Linked DNA regions of Mus musculus: regions 2 and 3 are each linked to region 1. A link is a contact called in public promoter capture Hi-C data. All regions are on one chromosome and are shown on one strand. The core of a region is the stretch at or near the end of the contact, and the rest is flanking DNA. Distances in the headings are between cores, read along the strand shown. Region 1 holds the start of Tra2a (transformer 2 alpha). Region 2 holds the start of Skap2 (src family associated phosphoprotein 2). Region 3 holds the start of Snx10 (sorting nexin 10).

Evidence for each region. Promoter capture Hi-C pulls out the DNA fragments that hold promoters and counts their contacts.
Region 2: a contact with region 1 is called in a promoter capture Hi-C map of hippocampal neurons, with 10 times the contacts expected there. The contact joins the promoter of Skap2 here to the promoter of Tra2a in region 1. A contact is called at or near these places in 3 of 39 promoter capture datasets (hippocampal neurons and liver) and 1 of 484 Hi-C or Micro-C datasets (liver).
Region 3: a contact with region 1 is called in a promoter capture Hi-C map of hippocampal neurons, with 2.5 times the contacts expected there. The contact joins the promoter of Snx10 here to the promoter of Tra2a in region 1. A contact is called at or near these places in 1 of 39 promoter capture datasets (hippocampal neurons) and 1 of 115 datasets of contacts at active chromatin or transcription factors (embryonic stem cells).

Annotation. Positions count from the first base shown.
Region 1 is chr6:49,262,539-49,265,830 of GRCm38.p6, reverse strand. Tra2a (transformer 2 alpha) reads left to right here and starts at 1,779. Exons shown (of 8, transcript NM_198102.2): 1 at 1,779-1,993. The coding sequence starts at 1,958.
Region 2 is chr6:52,010,812-52,014,103 of GRCm38.p6, reverse strand. It overlaps Skap2 (src family associated phosphoprotein 2), which reads left to right and starts at 1,555. Exons shown (of 13, transcript NM_018773.2): 1 at 1,555-1,769. The coding sequence starts at 1,703.
Region 3 is chr6:51,522,441-51,525,732 of GRCm38.p6, reverse strand. It overlaps Snx10 (sorting nexin 10), which reads right to left and starts at 1,830. Exons shown (of 7, transcript NM_001127349.1): 1 at 1,699-1,830.

The DNA of each region.
Region 1 (3,292 bases), core at 530-3,029:
GGCCATATATGTGGCAGAGGATGGCCTTGTTGGACATCAGTGGGAGGAGAGAAGGGGTTTGATGCCCCAGTGTAGGGGAATGCCAGGGCAGGAAGACAGGAGTGGGTGGGTGGGTGGATGGGGGAACACCCTCACAGAGGCAGGGGATGGGGTGGTGGTGGTGGGGGTTTCAGAATGGGAGACCTGGAAAGGGGAAAACATTTGAAATGTAAATAAAGAAAATATCCAATAAAAAATTGAAGAAACAACAATATAGTAAATCAGGAATGTGCTGTTCTAAATGCACTTACAAAATAACACTACATATTAACTTACATGATATTACATGAATAGAAGGGTAAGTATTTAATAATGAGCTCTCTGAAAGAAAGAGGAAGAAAAATGATTTGCTGATATTCACAACATAAATCTTCCTGTTGTGGCTGAGTCCAAACCATTAAGAGTTTAATAATGGGGGCTGGAGGGATAGCTCAGCGGTTAAGAGCACTGACTGCTCTTCTGAAGGTCCTGAGTTCAAATCCCAGCAACCACATGGTGGTTCACAGCCATCCATAATGAGATCTAACACCCTCTTCTGGTGTGTCTGAAGACAGCTACAGTGTACTTACATATAATAAATCTTTTTTTTTTTAAAGAGTTTGATAACTAGCTCTCTGACATTTCTGATAGGCTCTCTTTTTATATCTCAGGTTGGCTGGAACTTCCAACAGTCCTTCCTTCTAGACGCCTAAGTGGTGGGATCACAGGCACAGATCACCACACCCAGCTATTTCAGGTCTTTGTGAATTCATTATTTGTGCTGGTGTTCCTTATTTTTCTAGAGCAAGAAGTATGGATACTAATGTTGCCAAACAATATATTCCCCCAATTTATTTTTATTTATTTACATGTTCTACAGTGTTGAGGACTAAACCCAGAGCCTAGTACATGCTAGGTGTGCTGGATAATTTTCTATCAACTTGGCACAGATAAGGTCACCTGAGAGGAGGGAACTTCAATTAAAATGCCCCCCGCTGTGGTGGGAGCTCATGCCTTTATTCCCAGAACTTGGGAGGCAGAGGCAGGCAGATTTCTGTGAGTTCCAGGCCAGCCTGGTCTACAGAGGGAGTTCCAGGACAGCCAGGGTTACACAGAAACCCTGTCTTGAGGTTTGGAAGCAGAGAAGAGTGAGAAACTCATGGCTTTTCAGTATAACCCCATCTGTGTATATATTGTTATTTCAACGTTTAAAAGGGCAGATACTAGCCGGGCGTGGTGGCTCACGCCTTTAATCCCAGCACTCGGAAGGCAGAGGCAGGCAGATTTCTGAGTTCGAGGCCAGCCTGGCCTACAAAGTGAGTTCCAGGACAGCCAAGGCTATACAGAGAAACCCTGTCTCTGTAAAAAAACCAAACCAAAAAAAAAAAAAGGGGGGGGGGCAGATACTGGGGATAAGGAAAACTCAGCTGGAAAAGTCGGTTTGTTTGTTGGGTTTTTGTTTGCTTGTTTTTGGTTGGTTTGTTTTGCTATGCAAGAAAGACCTGAGTTCCATACCTAAAGAGAACAAAACCAAAAAAACTCAAGAACAAAACCCCACAGGCAAAGCCAGGCGATGACACACGCCTTTAATTCCAGCACCCGGAGGACAAACCGACCCAACGCCAAACAGCAAGCTCTTGAAACCCGCCAATCTCCCGCGCTAGGCCAGGCGGACACAAAGCCTCCCGGGGCGGAGGCGGGGTTCGCGACGACGTCATCACAGGTCCGCCCCTTGACGTCAGGCGCCGGGGACACCAGGAGGTTTCTGGCGGCACGGGCGCCATTTTGCCTGAACGTGCGAGCTGGTGGGAGTGGAACGCACTGGCCGTTGTAGCCGTCGCCTTCTTCCTCCCCACAGTCCGAACAGCGCGGTGACTAGGCCGTCGGCCCTCGAGCCGAGACATATCTCTTATTTAGTTCTCGGGAGCGCCTGGCCGACATGAGTGATGTAGAGGAGAACAACTTCGAGGGCAGAGTGAGTACAAAGCCGCGGGAGCCGTCTTCGGCGGCGGCCCGATGCTCCGGGGCTCGGGGACGAGCGCGGTCGGTCGGGCGAGGTGGCGGGGCCCTCAGGAGCAGCCTTGAGGGCCACCGCGAGCGCGTCACGTCCCAAGATGGCTTCGGGGTCCCCCTGCGTGCCCAGATGCCCCACTAGCCCGCAGCGCTCCTTTCTGGCGGCTGACTGGTACCTGGCCTGGTCCTATCCTCTCCTGTCGCTCCCTTTCCTCTCAGCTTCCCATCTCTGCTCCGAGGTGCGGGTCCCCGGCGCGGTGGGGCAGGAGGCGGCGGGGCGCTCCCTCCGGCCGGATAGTGGTAGGTGCTTCCTGCGGTGGCATCTCGGGCCACCACCACCCCTCCTCCGGCCATCGCAGCGGGGTCTCGGGGTCAGAAGTGCGCGGGGCTGCTGTCCGGGCGGGGAATCGCTGGCGCGGGACTAGCTGGGGCCTGTTGTCTCCTTGGCTCTCTGTTGCAGTGAGCGGCCGCGTCTCCGTCGGAACCGGCGGCGTCGCGTCTGTAAAGGCGAAAGCCTTGAGGTTGAAGGTGGGACGAGCCCAGTGAAGTGGTTAGTCAACGACCGCAGCGACCCTTAAGAGTCCTTAAGACGAGAGCGAGCGGGGAAGGGAAAACTACGCAAGAGCCTTTCCCCTTAATGTCCTCTTTCCTTTCGCTTCTAAATGAATGTGGAAATGCAGTGACGCCTGTTTTCCTAACAGCTAGATGTTGGGTTCTTTATGTCTCAACTTCCAAAGCTTTCCTTCCTGTGACCATTCCTCTGAAAACTCCTTTACAGATCTTTATGGCTAAACTGCCAAGACATCTTACTTTAAACCTTACGTAACTGAACAAATTTCTTGCCTCAGTTTTCAAAAAAGAAAAGAAAAAAGCTAATCATTGTTAACTCAAAAGATTATACCTGAAATTTACAGACCCTCCCCCGTTTTTCTCACCCATTCCCCGGAAAAGGGACTCAAGACTTTGGTTATCTGAGGTCTTGTGAGTATAAACCGTATATTCACAAAGCTTGAGTATATTATTAGAACGTTACCGGTTTTTGAGTTTTATTCCGAAGTTACCCTAGTATTGGAAATTAATGGAAGTGAGTCCTGGTAAAACCATGGAAGGAAAAAAAAGGGAAACAAAAGTCCCATGGTACTCGAGGGCTGGCAGTTGTGTTGGTATTCTAGTGGAGGAGGGGCGGGTGGAAAAAAGCCGCTGGAGGGCTTTGCTGAAGGAAAGAATTTGTCCCTTTTGGAAGCTCGGGATTTAGACACCT
Region 2 (3,292 bases), core at 306-2,805, 2.7 Mb before region 1:
CCCCCCTTCTCTCTCCCTCTCTCTCTTGCTCCCTTCTCTTCTATTGCTCCTGCTCCTTACCCTCTCTCTCCATGCCCCTCCCTGTGCTCTCCACATGCTTATTGCCTGCCTCTCCTCCCCTCCCCTCCCCTCCCCTCTCCTCTCCTCTCCTCTCCTCTCCTCTCCTCTCCTCTCCTTTCCTCTCCTGTCTTCTCCCCTCCTCTCCCCCTCTCTCTGCTTTTCTCTGTCTCCACTCAATTCCCCTCCCCATGCCCAAAATATTCTATACTATACTTTCCTGTGCTGGTATCTCAGCATGTCTCACAGAGACACCCCCTTCCCCCACACCATACTGTGCCTCCTACAAACATACTCCTGATTGGAGCTTTGACACAACATTCTGAGCACAACTTAGGAGAAATAAGAACAAACAAACCACTGTTTGTTTCTACCAATGTAGGTAGGTGATATTCAGATGTCATTTTGAAAATGATGTGCCTGGCAAAGGAAAGTGGAAGGTGCAACTTGATGTGTATCATTAGCCACCTTTCCAAGCATATTTTTAACTAAATACACACTTTACATTCAAAATGTTTTCCCTTGTCAGTTCCTCTCTGAAGACTCGTATCATCCTCTTTTGTATTTAAGTAGCTCTGGTAGCGTCATCTACATGACAAATATGTCTACACAGTAGGTTTTAATGGATTGTAAAGGTTGATGGCACTTGAATGTAATTATCATTTCTACACACACACACACACACACACACCACCCATTTTAAAGACTAAAGGACCCAGAACTTTTTGGATTTTAAGTGTAAACGTGTAATATTGAAAGACTCAACCTTTGCTGACTAGATTGAAGTAAATTTTATATTTTCCCTGTTCTAACCACTATTTGCAATTAAAAAATACTTAGAGCGGGCAACGGTACAGGTGGCTTTCTGGCACATTTCAGGTGCCTGACCCTAAAAGGATATTATCTAGAACTAATTCCGTCAGAGCGAGAGAAATCAACCACACCAAGAATAAGTAGGAAAGTAATGTCAGCGCCAATCAGAACGCTCCGCCGTTTTAGGACTAAGACTCTCAGGAAGGATTGGCGGAAAATGGGACTCCGTTACCTTCATCTAGTGGGACAAAGAAAGCCATGCTAGTTGGGGGGTAATGGTAGAAACTTCTTGGTGGGTTACCAGACGGGGGTTTAAACCTTGGTGGAAAAGACCAGTATTTAGATGACCCCTTAAAGGGAAAGTGCGTAAGCCTTGCGGAGGCTTTATTTTCCGGAATCCTGGAGAAAGAGAGGTGTGGCTGACATACCAGTAACGAAAATGGCGCGGACGAGCTTCAAGGGCCGGTCAGGTGACACAGCTCCAATTCGCTCCCTTCCTTCGGAGGCCTCGCCTCCTGCTCGCTTCCGCGTATGGGCGTGGCCTTCCCGGCTGTGTGTGGGCGTGGTCTACCCGGAGGCGCTTTCTTCGGACAGTCAGAAAGCAAGGTCTACGCAAGCGCAGTCAGGTTTTAAGGCCGGTCTCCCCGCCCCTTCACCCATAGCCCCGCCCAATTCTCCCGGGCGGGGAGGGGGCAGGGCCCGGCGTCCAGCGACCGCTGGCTGGAGAGCTAGTGACTTCCTTGTTGGCAGTCTCGGACGGGCCGTGTCCGGAGTCGTAGCCTCTCGGTGCTTACTCGGACCGCTATTGCGAGTCTAGGTCCAAGCCATTATCATGCCCAACCCCAGCTGTACCTCTTCTCCCGGCCCTCTCCCTGAGGAAATTAGGAACCTGTTGGCAGGTAAAGAGCGGGAAGGGGGCGGTGACGCTAGGGGCGGGGGCGCGGGGACGGCGAGCCGACAGGGACAGAAGCGCTTAGCCCTCACCCTATGCGGACGGTGGGGGGCGGGCCGTATAGGGGGACTGGGATGTCGGGACTAGAAGGGAGTGGGCGTGTATGCTGAAATGTGCTGATCCTCCCTGGACAGCCGGACAGTTATGCGTTTCATGAAGACCGGAATGTGAGGGCGGGAGATGGACAGCAAATGTTGATGAATGCATGTTTGAGAACTGCGAAAGCAGAAGTCCAAGCACTAGGTCCTGCCTGGGTGGCCTGGCCAGTAAGGATGCAGGTGCATCTGCAGGGCCGCAGGTGTTGGGAGTTAGGAGGCCAAAAGGCACTATTTCCAACCCCACCCCCATTTTCTTGAACAGTCAGGCCAAACATGTTTATAGTTTTGAAGGGTGCCCGATTTTCAAATAGCCACTATTTCTAAAGCCTCAGTAACTATTAAAAGTGAAAAAGGAAGGCTGTGTTAAAACTCCTACTTCCTGTATCATGTGATCAAGGAACTTCATCTTTGCAACCTCATCTTCCCCTTTTTGGTTTTACATTCCCATTTATAGGAACTTACTTGTAGGAGTTGAAATGCGGTTCCTCAGTTCCTCAGTTAGGTCAGTAATGTCTGGAGGTGTGTAGTTCCACTAAGCATCAAGAAAAGCTCGATAGTTCTGCACAAAATAAAAAATACATCTTTTTAGAGTATCACAAGTCTCACCTATCCTGATGGTCTTAGATACCACCATATACTTTGTCTTGTAGATGCTAACATCTGGAAATGGAATAATTTTAGTTTGGTTGTCTCTAAAACATTCCTTTCAATATAGATCATGGATTAAAAAGTTTCGCTTAGATGCCTGTGCTGTTAACTGTGTGTTTTAATCGTTAAAAACAATGTCCTCTAAAAGGTACATTTGAACTAGTAAGTTACAGTTGCAACAGTATGAGACCAAGCATCATAGAATACCTTGTTAAGCTGTTGGGTTGTTTGCATTATGTGTGGATGGAGACTTGTGTTTGTATGAACATGATGCAGGGTGAGGGTGTGCTATGTCACTCTGAGAAATGCTTCTCATCATTCATGGATAGCACTAAGAGAAATGATGAAAGAACTGTCGATGCTGATTTAAGGAAATGTTTTAGTTTCTTATATGAGAGCTTAGAGGAGTACCAGTTTGGTCTCATTACAGTTAACATTTTATGGGGTGGCGGGAGGGGCAATGCAGGAATTGCATGTTTAGAAAAATATCTTAATAATTAGATCAGAAAAATGTTTTGTTCCAGAAATGTCATCGTTTTTAGGTTGTCCATATTTGTAATTAAAAAAAATAACAACCCGGTTTTGCTTCTAAAGCTTGGACCCACAGTCACTCTTCCAACATCCTATGTTGTATGACTACAACAGCCGTCACCCACTGACCCTCACAGATTACAGACTGTTTTCGCTCTCTCCTGTATCCTGTAAAGAGAGCAGGATTATACAT
Region 3 (3,292 bases), core at 581-3,080, 2.3 Mb before region 1:
ATCCTCTTGCTGCCACCTCCCAAGTGTCCTGATTACAGATATGCACCATCACGCCTGACCTGACCTGCCAGCAATGACTTAAGTAGCAAACAAGGGCACCAAGAATTCAACTCAGAAGGGTCTGAAACCAGAAGTTGTGGCTAACACAATGTCCTATATAGCTTCTAGCTGGAACATGGTATAGAGAGCTTAAATGTTAACTCATACCTATTATATTTCAAAAAAAAAAAAAAAAGTCCTTTGGTGATAAATAACAGCCCTAAAATCTAAGGGACATTCCACTTGGCCACCATCACTTCAGCCAAGGCCCTTCTTTTATAGGCTGGACCCTATTCTCAGGTGGTTGTTACATCCCAGCCCCAATACCAAAAGAGGAAAAACAAACTAGTTCCCCAATTGCTTAACTCAAAAATGAAAGTAGTGCCATGCCTGGACTAAGAGAGAGAGAGAAATGAGGACTGTGTGGCAAAGGAAACACTTTAACACAGAAAGCATGATGGCGCTTATTTCAAGACCCCAAACTCGGAAGGTCTTCCCATCAGTGAAGTAAAGGAAGTGGGTAACAGTTCAGAGCAGTGGAGAAAGAAGCACGCAGGCCAGAAGGCTGCAACCCCACCCCACCACCACCATGGGCACACCTTCTTTAGGGCAGTGCCAGTCAGGCCCGTGTCTGTAGCTAAGAATGCACTGACAGAACCCGGGATGGATGGTCTGGATAACTTGAGGAAACTGCTAATGAGGTCTTGAACATCTCCACACAGTCACTTCTAAATATATCTACACTTATATCGCTATTCAAAACAGTCTGTCAGTCAACCACTCCTTTAAAAATAAACGGGAGCTGGGGTGCAGCGCAGTGGTAAAATGCTTGCTAATGACATGCTCAAGACCATGGGCCTATTCCCAGGATCAGAAGGGAGGAAGACACGGAGAGGTTGGGTGCAACCCGAATGACTGTCCCGTTGTATCCTTGCCTTAGCGACAGGAATCAAGCGAAGTCACGCTTGATTGTTGCCAGGATACTTAACCTCCTCCTTCTCCTCCTCCAGAAAAGCCCCCCTCCCCCCCCCCCCCCGATTGGCCACTGGTTGAAGGAGTTCCATAATACCCCCAGCCCACTTCCGGCCACTCCCACAAGCCCACTCCCCGGACGAGAGGGATTTTCACACACCCCTCCCACCGGGTGCATGCTGCTCCACCCTTGCAGACCTTGGTTTCCCCTGTCGCAAACTAAAAGGGTTGATGGAGATCACGAAAATTGAGATCAGTGTTCTCAATTTCTGATCCATCGCTCTCCACGCGCCTGTGCTTTGCGGAAGCAGACATCCCGTGACCATCCCCTTAACAATACTTGTAATTTTAGCAAAGGAGTGTGATGTGTCCAGAACCGATAAAACAGGCTGTTGCTTCCCAATCTCAGCAAACCCGATCATCAGCTCATCAGCGTGGGTTTCCTCCGCGGCCTTTTCCATCAATCCCACAATCCCATGAAAGAGAAAAAAAAAAAAAAAAAACCTCCCCTGGCCCTCCCAGCCTCTAAACTCAAAGGTGCCTGGCCTTGTATTCGGAAAGAAGTGGGGGTCGGGGAGAGAACCTGCTCGCTCCAGCAGCCCCGGCGTCCCCAGCCGAGCTGAGCAGGTGCCGGGGCAGGCGCGGCGCCCGCCACCCGACTCCCTCCCTAAGGCTCAGTTTACTCACACGCGGTTCTGAACGCCCGGCCCGGAGCACGGCGGAGTTTGCTGACTCAAGGCGCGGCGGCGACGAGCGCCTAAGAGCGAACCCGAGGAGCGCAGCCCCGCGTCCAGCGCACGCAGCGCCCCGCCCCGCCCTGCGCGCCCGCCGCCGCCCCCCACCCCCACCCGCCACTGCCAGCCTTAACGTAGGAAAGGCCACCTAGCTAGCGGGTCTTTCTCCCTACCCAGCAGTGAGGAATCAAGATGAGAGAAGCCAATAACAAACAAGCATGACTAGATGTTAGCAGGATCTCGATGGAGGGCATATACTGTTTGCTATAACAATATTTTTAATATCTCCGTAACTTTTTAAAAAATGTGTTTTCATGTACGATGAGGAGAAAGCTATGAGAGTCTGCCAAAGATATGTCCGGTTCCTATAGATCATCTGAGCTGGCTCTCACCCACCTGTGTGCATGGCTCAAGGCTGAGAGCACTTTTTGCCCTTGCAAAGGACCTGGCTCCCAGCATCCATACAGTAGCTCACAACTGCCTTTAACTCCAGTCACCACCCTCTTCTGCCCTAGCACTCACGTGGTGCACATACATCCAGGAAGCCAAAACAGTCATAAAATAAAATAAATAAATCTAAGGACAAAAAAGAAAGACTCAGCGAATCTTGGACCATCCAGCATCCTCCTAGAAAAGTTGTCCATGACTATATTCCATAGCTACACTGACCTCCTGAACAAAACTTGCCAAAATGCAATGTCTTATCTTAGACTCGTATCTCTGAGTGCTGCATCATTGTTTTTTTTTTTTTTTTTTTTTTGCATCATTGGTATTTAATGACCTAAAATTGCACCCAAACTATAATACATGCAACCATCGTTTGTTTTGCTTTTTGTATGTTTGTTTGTTTTTCGAGACAGCGTTTCTCCTTATACCCCTGGCTGTCTTGGAACTCACAGATTTTTGAGTTTAAGGCCAGCCTGGTCTACAAAGTGAGTTCCAGGACAGCCAAGAATACACAGAGAAACCCTGTCTTGAAAAACCAAAAAAAAAAAAAGTACAAAAACTTTACTATGAGAGCATTTAGCCCTGGAGATTGAGAATTGAATATGTGATATTTATACAGCTTAAGCCTAGGATCTTAATGTATTGTTTTAAGCAATCTGGGCACATTTCAAACCTATGTTCAAGTAATGTCTACAAAAATTCACCCTAATGGAATAGTCATTTACTTTATACTTTAAGTACTCAATAGCTGGTTTTAAACTACAATATGTTAGTATACAGTATTGGAGGACAATAGAATTTGTTATATTTTGTTTTTGTTTGTTTGGTTTTGTGTTTATTTAAGACATGGTCTTAATATATATAGCTGTCCTGGAACTCTATGTAGACCAGGATGGTTTCGAACTCACAGAGATCCGCCTGCCTCTGCCTCCCAAGTGCTGGGATTAAAGGTGTGCACACTCTGCCCAGTGTTTGACAATGCATTTAAGATTTACAACATTTATGGATTTAGCACGGTAATGACTGAAACACGTGTGCAATCTCAGCATTCAGGAGCTGGAGGCAGAAGGATCATAGCATGTTTGAAGCTTGGTTGTATT